Regions from separate parts of the Mus musculus genome. Here regions 1, 2, 3 and 5 are each linked to region 4. The links are chromatin contacts, called in public Hi-C and HiChIP or PLAC-seq maps. All regions are on one chromosome and are shown on one strand. Each heading gives the region's core, a stretch centred on a gene start, on an enhancer-like site or on the middle of the called end of the contact. The rest is flanking DNA. Distances are from core to core; before and after follow the strand shown. Region 1 holds the start of Bcam (basal cell adhesion molecule). Region 2 holds the start of Fosb (FBJ osteosarcoma oncogene B). Region 3 holds the start of Six5 (sine oculis-related homeobox 5). Region 4 holds the start of Ppp5c (protein phosphatase 5, catalytic subunit). Region 5 holds the start of Dmwd (dystrophia myotonica-containing WD repeat motif).

Region 1 (2,700 bases), core at 34-2,533, 2.7 Mb after region 4:
CAGAGCCCCCTACCCGCCCCTTGACAACACCCCCCCCCCATCTCTTTACCAGAGAAGCTTGAAAAGGGTGAGGTGAGTCACCTGGGCAGAGGTGAGGCTGGGTCCTGAGGGAGAAAGGACTGGAAGTTTAGACAACTAGCTGCCCGAGGTATAGCAGGCTGCATGTGGGAAACACGGATCTCTGAGTCCTAGGGACCTGAGAACTTGGGTCTTGGATTCCTGTCAGGGTCTGGCAGGTAGCACGGTTCTTGCTGAGAATCTACCCTCTGGGCTGGCATCATTCCTTTCCCGCCTAACCTGGCACAGACTACTCCTGGGTTCCCACTCTATATCACGTTTGTGCCAGGAGCCTTGGTTCTCAGGCACCCACCTCTGGGCCCAGCCTGTCCCAGGGGAGCTGGTTGGGGGCCAAGCTGGTGCTCTGGACTGGTTGTGAGCAGCCAAGCAGCCAGATATCCTGTCTTCCCTGATCTCTCTTCACCCTGTCCCCAGTGTCCCCCCGCCCCTGTTTCTCCTCCCCACTTCACCACATGCAGGTGTGTGGATTTATCGGGGCCCTCAGGAAAGGGGCCCTGTCAGTCGGAAAACACTGTTCCACCTTCTCTGTCAGGCTCGGTTCTTCCGGCCCTTTCAGAGAGAGGCGGGTCCTTTAGAGGCAGCCTAAACTCTGAATTTTGGGGAAACCCTAACATTCTAGAAAGTGCTTTAACCGCAGGGTCCCCCGTTTCTCTGAGGAAACTCTGAGCTTAATCACTTAGAGAACAGCTCCGGGATGCTAATCTTCAGTATCTTAGCAGAACCTATTTTGACTATGGGGGAGGGGAGGGGCTGGACTCCAGTCTAAGGGACTAGGGGCTACAGATCCCAGATTCCAGGTACTCAAGGTTATTAGGGGTCGCAGGGCTTAGACTCCAGGATTCCCAAAGAGCTGGGGAGGGACAGCTGTCTCAGATGTGTTTGCTCCAGAGCTAGGGTATCCTTAGCTCTCAGATCGGGTGCACCCCAAGGCCTCCCGCCTTCCTCCCTACTGGGGAATCCCTAGATTGTGATCCCTGGGGAAATGGAAGCTTGTTCCCCTTGTCTTCTCGGGGACTCCAGGGGCCTGCCCCACAAGCCCCAACCTCAAGTTTCAGCTCTGCCCTCAGCCCCAAGTCATACCTGAGTAGCCCGACAGCAGGAAGGTGAGCCACAGCAGCCCTGCGCGGGCGTCAGGGGGTTCCATGTTCCCTGCAGTGGCGGCAGTGACTGAGCCCGGGCGAGGCTCTCCGCCGCCCTGAAGCTGGCAGCGGAGGCCAGGCCCCTGACCACGCCCCTGACCACGCCCACCCCATCCCCAAGCTGGGCGCAGGGCCAAGACCTCCCACTGCCCTGAGAGGACCTCCCACCCTCGCGCGCGCGGGGACCCGCTAGCACCGCCGCGCGCTGCTCCATCCAACCCACGCCTGCGGCTCTCCTCCTCAGCCGTGGGGACCGACCCTCCAGTCAAGCCTCGAGCTGGAATCTAAGGGAAAGCGCGCAGATACTCGTTCCCTTCCTTCCTGGCCACCTGCGGGGTCTTGACACGCATGCCCAAGGTGGCATGTGGCCCTCGACTGCAGGTGAATCTTTTTCCTAGTTTATTTTCTTTTTGGAGTCGGTGGCCCACTGTAGCTCAGGCTGGCCTTCTGCCTCAGTTTCCCAAGTACTGGGATTACAAGGGTGAGCCATCGCCCTGGTTTGTGAACTGTCGGTTTTGACCAGCGGTCCCTGATGTGATTAGTTGCCTGTGCTGGTCTCTCTTTGTAGTCTCTCCTGCATGACCGGCTCTTCCCTGAGTGCCCTAGGATGCCCTCCCCTTAGAGGCAGCCACCTTGCTGGGAAGCGCCCCTCCTCTGACTGAGCAGTGGCCTGGAACTGGTCAGGTCAATCTTTTCTCTAATGGGTTTTCAATTCCCAGTCCTGGTCGGCCTCTTTGGTGATGAGGTGGGGATGGGGTGCCCCTCCCTCTGCTCTGCTCTGCTCTCCTTGACTCCTTCACTTCCCCCCATCCAGGGAATCCAAGGAATGTCACCCCCCTTCCGCCTTCCTTCTCTGCCCGCCATTCCTTCCCCACCTTGGGGGGAGGGGAGGAGAAGTGGGCTGGCGCGTCGGCAGGTGAGTGGCTGAGGGAAAGAGCAGGCTGCTAGGACCGCGGGATGGAAGAGAGGGTCACAGGTCAAAGTAAGGGGTCACAGATCAGTCTACTCCAGGATCCTCACACGCCGAGGCAGTGTGGAACAAAATCCCAAGAATGCTGGATGGGGGCTGGAGAAGGAGGGTTCTGCCTCTGTTCAGAGGGTAGAAACTAGCCTGGGATACTGCTATGGATGGGGGGTGGTATAATTGTGGGTCATGCTGAGAGAGGGTCCTCCCCCTCCAGTCTCTGGCCAGTCTGAGGGTGACCAGCGTTGAGCTGCCCTGTGAGCCAAGGTTTTACCCATCAGTCCTAGTGGAAAGGCTTATGTTGTAGGTTTTGGCAGGGCTCTCAAAGCTGTTTTAGCATTCCCTGTCACAGGAAGCAATTGTGAAACCAGGAAAAGTGACCTTTGCGTGGGGCTCCTTCATCCCCTCTCCAGGAAGTCTTTCTTCAACCTTCTCCTGTCACATAAGTCCCTGCAAATCTCTGGACCCCCTTGTCAGCTCTACACGCCCAGAGATACATCTATCTCCTCTGTGTGACTC
Region 2 (2,700 bases), core at 121-2,620, 2.3 Mb after region 4:
CCTCGGCGTTCCAAAATAGAACGTGCCCGGGACGTCAGGGGCGGGGCGGGCGGAGGGGGCGCTGCGCGCTGTGCGTGCCCCGCGTCAGACGGAGGATTCCAGCGCGTCAGCCTTTACGCACGGGTCCCCCGTTACGTCTCCGCGCAGGAGGCGGAGGCAGCGTGACCGGGGTTCGAGGCCCTAACTCTTGCTGGGTGGAGGGTGACTGCGGACTTGCAGTCCGCGTTTTGAAGGAAGAGGGAAGAGGAGGAGGCTCCTGGAAGCTTCTCTGGAATTTTTTGTTTCTTTTTCTTCCCCTACTTGCCTAGCTTCGGCTTAGGGAGCCGGCTTTCGGCTAAAAGTTCTCAGCTTCTGCTAACCACCGGGTATATACTTTGCACCGGGCATCGCCAACGTTTGCCCAGCTGCATTCCTTTCCCGCGCTCCGCGCAAATAACCTTTTGCAAACATCACTCCATTCTTTGCAGTTTGCAAACAACAAAAAACCAAAGTGCAAACCGAACTATTGCAATCCCAGATCCTGGGTTTTGGCGCGTCTCTATTTGAGAGGATGCTCAATCTACACTTTAGCCTGAAAGAAACACCCCCCCCCCCAACCACTAAAGTAGAATCTTTACGATCTAAAACTTACCTGGGAGGCGGCGGCGGTGGGTGGACTGCCGAAGGAGTCCACCGAAGACAGGTACTGAGACTCGGCGGAGGGTGATGAGCTACACCGGGAGCCGGAGTCGTAGTCTCCGGGAAAAGCTTGAAACATTTCCCTGGGCACAGGGGGGCCCCTGTGACCACGCTGAGGTCGCCGGGAAGCCAAGGCTATGGCCGAGTGGAATGAGATGCGAGTCCGGAGTAGACCGGACACGTCTCCAAAGTGCGCTGCTCGGGGAAGCTTAGTCTCCGGTTCGGAGAACTGCCCAAGTTTCGATGCAAGTTCCCTCTGCAAGATCCCAGATCCCCTTCAGACCGCCGCTGTACCTCCTGAAAGTCCAGGCTCTGTCGGTTTCACGGGGGGCGACGCGGGGATCGCTCCCCGCCCAGAAACCCGCCGGGCAGTGCCGCGGTGCAGCGTGCGCTTCAGATGCAGTTCCAATCCTGTCGAAGCGTCCCAAGAAATGAGGGAGAGCAGAGGGGCGCGATCCAGAAGCCCACAGAAAGAAAGTCTATCCTCCGGACGAATCGGAAGAACGATCTAGAAAGAGTCTTGCAAAAAGGAAACCCACAAAACTTTCTCTCCAGTTTAAAAATATATATAAATATATATATATAAATTTTTCACGGCCTCCAAGAAGAAGAAAAAGAAAGAGTCACCAGTAGTCAAGTCCAGCAAGCCCCGGCTCCGCGTGTCCCCGGCGTAGCCGCTCCAGTCTTATGAATGAAACCGGGAGCTGCCGGGCTGAATTTATGCCTCCGGGACCCGCCCCCGCGCTTGCGTCACCCGCAACTCCATGCACAAACCTCCCAAACTCTCCCTTCCCGCCGACTGAGCTCCTTGTGGCGCCCTCCAGGGCCTCGTGCACCTGCCACCTGCCCATAGTGTGACCCTGGGGGTCTCGGGGGTCCCCAAGGCTGCGTTCTGAGGGGCTTCGCGGGAGGGGATCCCGCCCCGCCCTCCCCGGAGTTCCTGTGACGCAATTAGCCATATAAGGAGCTCGGCCAGCGCGGCCCAGTGTTTGTTTGGTATCCTAGCAATTACGTCAGAGGGAATCCCTCGCTCCTGCGCGCGCCCGCTGTTGCGCTGTGCGGAACCCGCCCGCGCCTGCGCAGTTCCACGCTGTCCCGGAGGCTGAGATTGACAGGCGCCTAAACTCCCTCAGAAGGCCCCTGCTGACCCGGGTTGGAGAAGGTGCAACTCCAGATCCCAGGTCTGCTTATACCCCTGGGACCCCACCCTCCCCAAACCGGTGCAGCGCCCCTGCTGGTGAAAAAGAGCAAGGTCCCCAGTGCAGATTCTGGCGAGAGGGGTATAATCAGTCTAGGTGGGGAAACTGAGGCTCAGGAGGAATTGGAGAGTCTGTGATATCTCCAGGTGTAGGGATGGGTAAGGATGCAGTCCCCTCCCCACTAGCTTTGTCACGGATTCTGTGTGACTCGGTGAGCTTGGAAAATGTGCTCCCTCCCTGATCTAAAACTTCAGTACTCATAGCTAAGCAAAGGATAGGTGGCTTTTCCGGGTCCCTGAATCTGGGGGACCTGCAGAATTGGAGCAGGTAGGAACCCACACCCGGTGAGTTCTTCAGGCTTGATGGTGTTGGAAGCCTCTCCTTCCCACTTAGCTCAGGAGACAGAAAAGAAAGTGTGTATACAATAATAATTGAACAATAATAATTGGTGGTGTCTGGTGGTGGTGGCAGCTGCGGCAGCAGCACACATCTTTAATCCCAGCAGAAGCAGGGAGATCTCTGTGAGTTCGAAACCAGCTTGTTCTACAGAGTGAGTTCCAGGACAGCCAGGGCTACACAGAGAAACCCTGTCTCGAAAAATAAATAAATAAAATACTAGTGCATTAATATAATCGGTGGCATGTGTTTAGCAATCAGCAGGTATCAGCCCCAGCAAGATGGTTCACAGGTAAAGGAGCTTGCTACACATACCTGACAACCTGAGTCCCATCCCTGGGACTCACGGTGGAAGAAGAAAAATGACTCCTAAAAATTGTTCTCTGATCTCCACATGCATGCAAAGACAGAAAACAACCAGTACTCA
Region 3 (2,700 bases), core at 14-2,513, 2.1 Mb after region 4:
TGGCGGCCGGGGAGGGAGGAACAGGGCTCGTGCCCAGCACCCCTGGTTCCTGCAGAGCTGGTAGCCACCGCTGCTGCAGCAGCTGGGCATTCGCCGACCTTGCTTTACTCAGCCCCGACGTGGATGGGCAAACTGCTCAGCTCATCCGATTTCACTTTTTCACTCTCCCAGCCATCAGTTACAAGCCATAAGCATGAGCCCCCTATTTCCAGGGACATCCCATTCCCATAGTGATGGATCAGCAAGACCTCTGCCAGCACACACGGAGTCTTTGGCTTCGGACAGCCTCACTCCTGGGGGTTGCTGCAACTCCTTCCCCGTGTACACGTCTGCACTCTAACAACGGAGCCACAGCTGCACTCCCCCCTCCCCCAAAGCAGTGTGGGTATTTATTGATCTTGTTATCTGACTCACTGACAGACTCCGGGACCCACGTTTTAGATGCATTGAGACTCGACATTCCTCGGTATTTATTGTCTGTCCCCACCTACGACCTCCACTCCCGACCCTTGCGAATAAAATACTTCTGGTCTGCCCTAAATCCCGCGCAATATCTCTGTTGTGGAAAGGAAACCGCCCCGCAGGCCAATGGAGAGTCCAATAGAGACAACCAATGGCTTGAGTGGGAGCTAGAGGGGAGGCAAAGCGCACGAATCAGGTTGAAGGGTGGGGCTTAGGCATCCAGCCAGTAGGAGAGAAGCAACAAGCCACCAGAGACACCACCGCCCCCCACCCTCCCCCCCAGCTGTGACCCAGCTGTGCCACTCAAGTTTGGAAAAAAGTAGGGGGTTGGGCCAGCAGCGGGCACACCATCTTCCCACTGCGCCTGCGCAAGCCACGCGCATCCGCTTTTTGGACCGACACTCCAGAAAAGTTGCTGCAAACTTTCTAGCGCGATTCCCCGCCCCTCCTCCCAGCTAGATCCACCGCCTACCCGCGGGGCCGGGAATTCCGAGGGGCGGAGCACGGCGCGGAGATGGGAAGGGAGGGGGCCCTTCAAGGGACCCGGGAGATGGGAGCGGCTTCGCGCCCTTAACCCTCCGGACGGCCCATTACCTTCTCCGTTGCTCTGATAGGGAAACTGAGGCCCTGAGTCAGAGGCACACAAGGGGGGAAGGCCAAAAGCGCGGCCAGAGACGGAGGGAAAACAAAGAATCCTGACAGCCCGGGAGGGGGGCGGACACACAGGGACAAGGACAGACCCGAGTGCAGAGCTGGGTCTAGTCTTTGGGAGGGGGCCAGAAGACTGCAAGGGGACCGGGGGGGGGGGCGGCGAGGAGGACTGGGCGGAGGAGGGGGCTGGGGAAGCCCGCGGGAGGCGGCAAAGGAGGGAGGAACTTTCCAAAGTTGCCAAACATGGCTACCTCGCCTGCGGAGCCGAGCGCGGGGCCCGCGGCTCGGGGGGAGGCGGCGGCGGCGACCGAGGAGCAGGAGGAGGAAGCGCGCCAGCTTCTGCAGACTCTGCAGGCAGCCGAGGGGGAGGCGGCGGCGGCCGGGGCGGGAGATGCGGCGGCGGCGGCGGACTCTGGGTCCCCGAGTGGCCCGGGGTCTCCCCGGGAGACCGTGACCGAGGTGCCCACTGGCCTTCGCTTCTCGCCCGAACAGGTGGCATGCGTGTGCGAGGCGCTGCTGCAGGCGGGCCACGCCGGCCGCTTGAGCCGCTTCCTGGGCGCGCTGCCCCCGGCCGAGCGCCTACGTGGCAGCGATCCGGTGCTGCGCGCGCGGGCCCTAGTGGCCTTCCAGCGGGGTGAATACGCCGAGCTCTACCAACTTCTCGAGAGCCGCCCTTTCCCCGCCGCCCACCACGCCTTCCTGCAGGACCTCTACCTGCGCGCGCGCTACCACGAGGCCGAGCGGGCCCGTGGCCGTGCGCTGGGCGCTGTGGACAAATACCGGCTGCGCAAGAAGTTCCCTCTGCCCAAGACCATCTGGGATGGCGAGGAGACCGTCTATTGCTTCAAGGAGCGCTCGCGAGCGGCGCTCAAGGCCTGCTACCGCGGCAACCGCTATCCCACGCCTGACGAGAAGCGCCGCCTGGCCACGCTCACCGGCCTCTCGCTTACACAGGTCAGCAACTGGTTCAAGAACCGGCGACAGCGCGACCGCACTGGGACCGGCGGTGGAGCGCCTTGCAAAAGGTGAGGGGGGAACCGACCCTCCTTCCTCGGTGGCCGCTGGAGTCTGCGCAAGTGACCCTTCACATCCCTCTTCGGTGGCGTCGGCGAGTGCATAGGCTGAGCGTGGAGAGACCAGGCACACCCTGGGTTCTCTGGGCATCACTGCCTCAGGGGCAGAGGTTGTTCCAGCTACTTCTAAGCTGGGAACGCAGTGCCAGGAATGGGGGGGGGGGCGGGGGCGGGACGGGCAGTGAGAAAAGTGAGGTATCCCTGGAGGAGCGGTAGTAAGGAAGGGAAAGGGGCCTTTGTCTAAGGCACCCAGGGTAGGGACCCGCTTTTGGGGCCTCTGCAACCTGGCCCCTCGGTAACCATTACTTACACCCACCCCCACGCCCCCTCCAGCCCAAACAGCGTGGTCTGTCGCTTGTCTTTGTTGTGAAACGTGAACCTTCTCCGGCTCCGGTTTCCCTGTAACCCAAGCCCTTCCCCTCCCACCTCAGCGCCAGGCCTCTAGCTCTGGTCTCTGACGCCGTGGGGGTGGGGGGTGAGGAAGAACTGGAGTAAAAGCTGCTGCCTCACTCCG
Region 4 (2,700 bases), core at 90-2,589:
ACTTCATCCATTCCCAGGGCACCTCCAACCATAGGCTGGTTACACTCAAAATTTTCTCCAGTCCAGACTGGTCCCATCTACCCACTCAATGTCCCTTTTCGGACAGCGAAGGAAACCCAAAACTCATCTTTGTGACGAATTCAGATTTTGCATGCTCTGTCCCCTTATCTTAATCTTCTCTTGTATCAGTCTTCCCCTCGTACCCCCAGTTTCCTCAAACTCCAGCCAAGCCAGTCTGTTTTCAATCACTCTCCACCCCAGGGTCTTCACACAAACTCAGTGGTCAGGACCCACGTGTAAAACTCCTTGTCAATTCGCCTCAAAAAGCCTCTTTCTCCAGGCACTCCCGACCTCACCATCGAAAGCAGACTCTAAGCTGTATTTCCTGTGTTGTCACCTTGACCCAAAGTGATCATCACAAGTTTGCAATGATTGGTTCTGCTTAAATCCGAGTCATGTGTTGCATTCATCGCTGCAGCCTCAGAGCCAAGCACAGGCCGTGTAGCACATGACACTTATTTAATACAAGTGTACTGAAAGAATGAATGAACGGAGACATGTCCTCCCACATGGCACTCTTAGCCCAAGATCACCCTATTCGTTCCTGCTCCACCTCTCCACCCTACTCGTTTCCTTGGATCACCCCAAATCGCCTTCCAATATAATTATCTACCTCCATCCCCATAATTCCCTTCTCTATTGGGCCTTCTCTTCTCGGTCATACTCATCTCAGGCCTCCCCACTCGGCAGCGCCATCACTGCCCTAAACACATGTCACTATTTGGTAGCGCCCTCTTCAGGTCTGACCACCATTTAGCACCTCTGTCCAGGTCTCACATTTGGTAGCACTCACATGTCGGCCCCCTGCTTTTCCCCTATCGTGTAGCAGCGCCTGCCTCAGTCTCCCCAGTGAGTGGCTTCTGCTTGGTATCCACTTCTCAGCAGCTCTCCCCAGTCTGTCGTCCAGCCTGAGCCTCCTCCTCGCGCCTGGCTACTCTGTAGTGCTTGCCCGGCGCCCAGGCTGCCGCTCCGCGTTGCCATGGTTCCCCGCCGGGCCTGGCACCCCCACAGCCTGGGCCGCTGTCCACCCTCCCTCACCCCGTCCGGGCCGGGCGCACCTTTGAAGTAGTCGTTGGCCTGTGTCTTGAGCTCCTCTGCCCGCTTCAGAGTGCCATCGGCCGGGGGTTCGTCCCGGGGGGTCTCAGCACACTCAGTCCGCTCGCCCTCCGCCATCGCCATGCCGCAAAGCGACCCCCACCCTGGCAACGGCCGCTCGCGGCACCAGGCCGAACCGTCGCGAAGGAGTGCCGAGTGACCGCCGCCGCTGCCGCACAAGTGTCGTAAAGCGCGGGCCCCAAAGGCACTCCTGACGCGCCTGCGCGGCGTCCCCCCCAACTTCCCCCCCCCCCCGCCCCCGCCCCCAGAGCGCCGGGAGGACAAGGTGACCAGAGGGTATCCAGACCGTACTTGTACTTGTAGAAGTAGCCAATCAGAAAGGAGAGAAGGGGCCTTGTGGATGGGGGCAGGCCGGGAGGGCGCCTACTCCCAAAGTTGCGAGGCTGCAAAAGTTTCTTGGAGATCCCGGCTTCCTTTAGGGTTGGTGATTGGGTTGCGTTGCCTCCGGCGGGTGGGGCTGCTTTCAAACCAGCACCCTGCCCAACCCGGAGTTTGCTCTGGAGCTGGGTGCTGCCAATTACTCGTGTGACCTTGAACAAGTTTATCTCTTGTCTCCTCAGTAACCCTTTTGGAAAATGGGTAGTTTCTCAAGCAAACAAAATAAAACTTGAACGTTGCAAATCAAGGCTCTTTTTGAATTATTAACAAGGCATCCCGATCTTCAAGTCTTGACAAGTCTCAATTGTACCATGTTTGTTCCGAGCCCAACAGCATCCTTATTAATTTATTTTATTTTTTTATTTTGAGATAGGATTTAATTATGCAACCCTGGCTAGCCTGGAACTTGCTATATAAACCAGGCTGGCCTTGAATTCAAAGACCCAGCTGCCTGTACCTCCCAAGTGTTGGGATTAAAGCTTTGCATCATCATGTCAAGTCCTAGAAAAAACCTTTTAAAGGGTCATGGATGTAGCTCAGTTGGTAGAGTACTTGTCTAGAGTGCTCCAGGCTTGAGTTCCAATTCCAGCACTATATAAATCAGGCTGAAAGGTGCACCTCAGTAATTTGAAGGCTTGATAGGTGGAGGCAACAGTATCAGAATTTCAGGTTCAAGGCCAGCCTGGGATACCTGAGACGCTGTTCCGAATACAAACAACCACACCAAAGGGATTTTTTTTTTTCTTCCGAGACAGGGTTTCTCTGTGTAGCCCTGGCTGTCCTGGAACTCACTCTGTAGACCAGGCTGGCCTTGAACTCAGAAATTCGCCTAACTCTGCCTCCCAAGTGCTGGGATTAAAGGCGTGTGCCACAACACCCCAGCCCCAAAGGGATCTTTTAAATGACACTGTTGCTGCTTGCATTTCCTGTGCCTGGATCAGAGCTTCAGCCTCCTCTGATGCTTGCGTTCATCCTCCCTCCTCCAGTTTACCTTCCATATGGCAGTCAGAGGCATCTTGCTGGAATACTGTAAAACTGGCACCCGCCGCAGCCTTCCATGGCTCCCCAGCTCCCTCGTGAGACAACCCAAACTCTTTCTGAGAAGCCACGGGTAGTCTAGCCTCCAGTAACATCTTCAGACCCCAC
Region 5 (2,700 bases), core at 109-2,608, 2.0 Mb after region 4:
GGCTCGGTGTTCAGAGCACTGTTTGCTCTTCCAAAAGACCAGGGACTGATTCCCAAGCACCTCCATGGGACATGGCAGTTTACGGCCAGTTGGCCACGTGCTGGCCTAGCAATGCACAAAATCCTGGGTTCAAGCCCGTCAATGCACATGGTGTAGTACCAACCTGGAAGACATAGAGTCAGGAAGATCTGGAGTTTGTGGTATTTTTGTTGTTGTTTTGTTTGTTTGTTTTCAGCTACAAGGTAAGATGGAGGTCAGCCTGAACTAGAGACCTTGTCTCACAAGGGGGGCGGGGGGAGCAAAACAGAACACAATCTTCTTCTGTCAATGTGATAAAACATAAAATACCTTGACAAAAGGCCGCTTAGGGGAGAAAGGGCTATTTCAGCTTGCAATTCCAGGTCTCAGTACATCATAGCAGGGAAGTCAAGGCAGGGCTGTCTCCAGAATAGAGCAGGAAGAAGGGCATGTGTGCTTGTTTTCTTGTGCTCAGCCTGGGTCTCCACTCTTACACAGTTCCGGACTCCCTGACTAGGGAATGGCACCTCCCACAATGGACTGAGTCTTCCTGTATCAATTAAGGCAATCTCCCTCAGACTGGTCTACAGGCCAACCCCAAGTAGACTGTCCCTCATTGCGATTCTAGGTAGCCTCAAATTGACAAGGTAACAACCATCATCACCAAACCGAAACCAAAAAAGGTAGACAAGGTCAGATAGGCGACAGATGGCTACACTTCACTCTGACAGCAGCAGGGGACCACAGGTGGTCAGCGAGGAAGGGAAGAGCTGGGCGTGGTGTCTCAGGCCTGAGACTCCAGATGTTGGGTCAAGTTTGAAAACTGCCTGGGCTACAAGTATGAGACCAAAGGTCAGTGAGATGGATCGGCGGGTAATGGCACTTGCTGCCAGGTAGGTAGCTTGAAGACCTAAGCTCCATCTTTAGGATCCACATGGAGGAAGGCACTTGGCTCCCTCTGACCTCTACATGCTCGTTCACGCACAAATACACGCAAAAATAAATGCATTTTTTTTTTATTATTTAAAAAACAAAACCAAGAATCGCCCGGAGTCAGCTGTAACAACACGAGGCTTCTGAATAGGCTTTGAGGCTTCTCCGTTGCTGGGCAAACGGTTCCCAGGGCGCTGTTGTTAGGGTCTAGGGGCGTTCCCAACAGTCACACCTCGTAGCCAACCAAACGCGAGGGTCTGTCGCGTTGACCACACCCACATATTGCCTCCGCCCACAGCCCCAGAACCGTTACCTCAGCAACTGTCTCGGCTTCTCCCGCCTCCGGCTCTGGGTGCCAATCGTAGAGGCGTCACCCGGACGACGACCCTACCCCTTCCGGTGCTAGCCCCTCAACTTCCGGCTGGGGGGTCTGGCGGTGGGCGGTCGGGCTGCGGTGCGGCCCGGGGGGCGGCCAAGATGGCGGCGGGCGGCGCGGAGGGCGGCCCGGGCCCCAGCGCCGCCATGGGCGACTGCGCGGAGATCAAGTCGCAGTTTCGCACCCGCGAGGGCTTCTACAAGCTGCTCCCCGGCGACGCGACGCGCAGGTCGGGCCCGACCTCCGCTCAGACCCCGGCGCCGCCTCAGCCCACTCAGCCCCCGCCCGGGCCCGCCGCAGCCTCCGGGCCCGGCGCCGCGGGTCCCGCGTCGTCCCCGCCGCCCGCCGGCCCCGGGCCCGGGCCCGCGCTGCCCGCCGTCCGCCTCAGCCTGGTGCGCCTAGGCGACCCGGATGGCGCTGGGGAGCCGCCCTCCACGCCCTCCGGACTGGGCGCGGGAGGAGACCGCGTCTGCTTCAACCTGGGCCGGGAGCTTTATTTCTACCCCGGCTGCTGCCGCAGCGGGAGCCAGCGGGTGAGTGCTCTGCTTGCTGGGGACTCCGGTGCCGAGAGCGCTGGGGTCCCAGAGTGACAGAAGGCCCCGAGGTTGGGCATCCCAGGGGAGCCTGGATCCTGGAGCTAATGGAGTCCTGAGAGGTTGCAGGGGAATCTTTGCGTGGGGAGGTTCTCTCCGGTGGTGAGTGTTCAGGACGTGATGGCGCTTCTGGGAGGAAATGGGGGAGGGGGGTCACGGAGGTGACAGATATTCTGTGGGCTTTGGGGAATCCTAAGAGGATACAGGCCCAGGGGATGGAGAACGGAGAAATGCATCCTGCCTTCTGGGCCTGTTGGAGGGAGTCTTAAGACTTGCCATACCCAGGGCTGACGGGATTTGTAAGGAGCCGAGGTGTGGCTTAGGGGTCGACGAGCAAAGCAACAGGTGAAGGAGCTCCTAAAGAATATGGTGTCTAATGGCTTTGGAAGAAATGAAGGGGGTTTGGCAAAATGATGGGAGCTCTGAATTGATGGGGGTTCCTGGCAGGGGACATCCCCAGGTGTGACAGATATCTGTAAAGCAATCCTAGAAGAGGGGTGACGTGAGGAAGTGGGGGAGACAGAGAGATGGGGATCCGGAGAATCCAGTGGTGATAATGAGGGACTGTAGTGACTGATGGCTGGCTGAACCACAGCAGATGTCCTGGAGTTTAGGGGCTCCAGGCTGAAGGAAATGAGGCTTTGGCGATGGATCCCAGGATCCCATGTCAAGGCTGCCGAGGTAGGAGGATCCTCTGGCCTCATGGCAGCCAGTCTAGTTGAACTGGTGAGCTCCGGGTTCACTGAGAGACCCTGTGTCAAATGTAAGATGCAAAGCCAG

The links. Hi-C and Micro-C count contacts between places; a contact is called where the count stands out from the background. HiChIP or PLAC-seq counts read pairs in DNA pulled down with a chosen protein or histone mark.
Region 1: an H3K4me3 HiChIP or PLAC-seq map of stem cell-derived neural progenitor cells shows a contact between it and region 4, with 8 times the contacts expected there. The contact joins the promoter of Bcam here to the promoter of Ppp5c in region 4. A contact is called at or near these places in 2 of 39 promoter capture datasets (cranial neural crest and liver) and 1 of 115 datasets of contacts at active chromatin or transcription factors (stem cell-derived neural progenitor cells).
Region 2: a contact with region 4 is called in an H3K27ac HiChIP or PLAC-seq map of large pre-B cells, with 5 times the contacts expected there. The contact joins the promoter of Fosb here to the promoter of Ppp5c in region 4. A contact is called at or near these places in 2 of 115 datasets of contacts at active chromatin or transcription factors (astrocytes and large pre-B cells).
Region 3: a contact with region 4 is called in an H3K27ac HiChIP or PLAC-seq map of acute myeloid leukemia, with 7 times the contacts expected there. The contact joins the promoter of Six5 here to the promoter of Ppp5c in region 4. A contact is called at or near these places in 6 of 39 promoter capture datasets (the HPC-7 cell line, cranial neural crest, embryonic stem cells and 2 more), 7 of 115 datasets of contacts at active chromatin or transcription factors (acute myeloid leukemia, astrocytes, embryonic stem cells and 4 more) and 1 of 9 other capture datasets (embryonic stem cells).
Region 5: a contact with region 4 is called in a Hi-C map of B cells, with 8 read pairs. The contact joins the promoter of Dmwd here to the promoter of Ppp5c in region 4. A contact is called at or near these places in 6 of 39 promoter capture datasets (the HPC-7 cell line, cranial neural crest, embryonic stem cells and 2 more), 1 of 484 Hi-C or Micro-C datasets (B cells), 6 of 115 datasets of contacts at active chromatin or transcription factors (astrocytes, embryonic stem cells, epiblast stem cells and 2 more) and 1 of 9 other capture datasets (embryonic stem cells).

The regions. Positions count from the first base shown.
Region 1 is chr7:19,769,249-19,771,948 of GRCm38.p6, forward strand. Bcam (basal cell adhesion molecule) reads right to left here and starts at 1,284. Exons shown (of 15, transcript NM_020486.2): 1 at 1,159-1,284. The coding sequence starts at 1,222.
Region 2 is chr7:19,308,675-19,311,374 of GRCm38.p6, forward strand. Fosb (FBJ osteosarcoma oncogene B) reads right to left here and starts at 1,371. Exons shown (of 4, transcript NM_008036.2): 1 at 632-1,371. The coding sequence starts at 757.
Region 3 is chr7:19,093,281-19,095,980 of GRCm38.p6, forward strand. Six5 (sine oculis-related homeobox 5) reads left to right here and starts at 1,264. Exons shown (of 3, transcript NM_011383.1): 1 at 1,264-2,138. The coding sequence starts at 1,357. Dmpk (dystrophia myotonica-protein kinase) reads left to right here. Exons shown (of 15, transcript NM_001379257.1): 15 at 1-541.
Region 4 is chr7:17,026,575-17,029,274 of GRCm38.p6, forward strand. It overlaps Ppp5c (protein phosphatase 5, catalytic subunit), which reads right to left and starts at 1,340. Exons shown (of 13, transcript NM_011155.2): 1 at 1,119-1,340. The coding sequence starts at 1,239.
Region 5 is chr7:19,074,842-19,077,541 of GRCm38.p6, forward strand. It overlaps Dmwd (dystrophia myotonica-containing WD repeat motif), which reads left to right and starts at 1,359. Exons shown (of 5, transcript NM_010058.2): 1 at 1,359-1,860. The coding sequence starts at 1,429.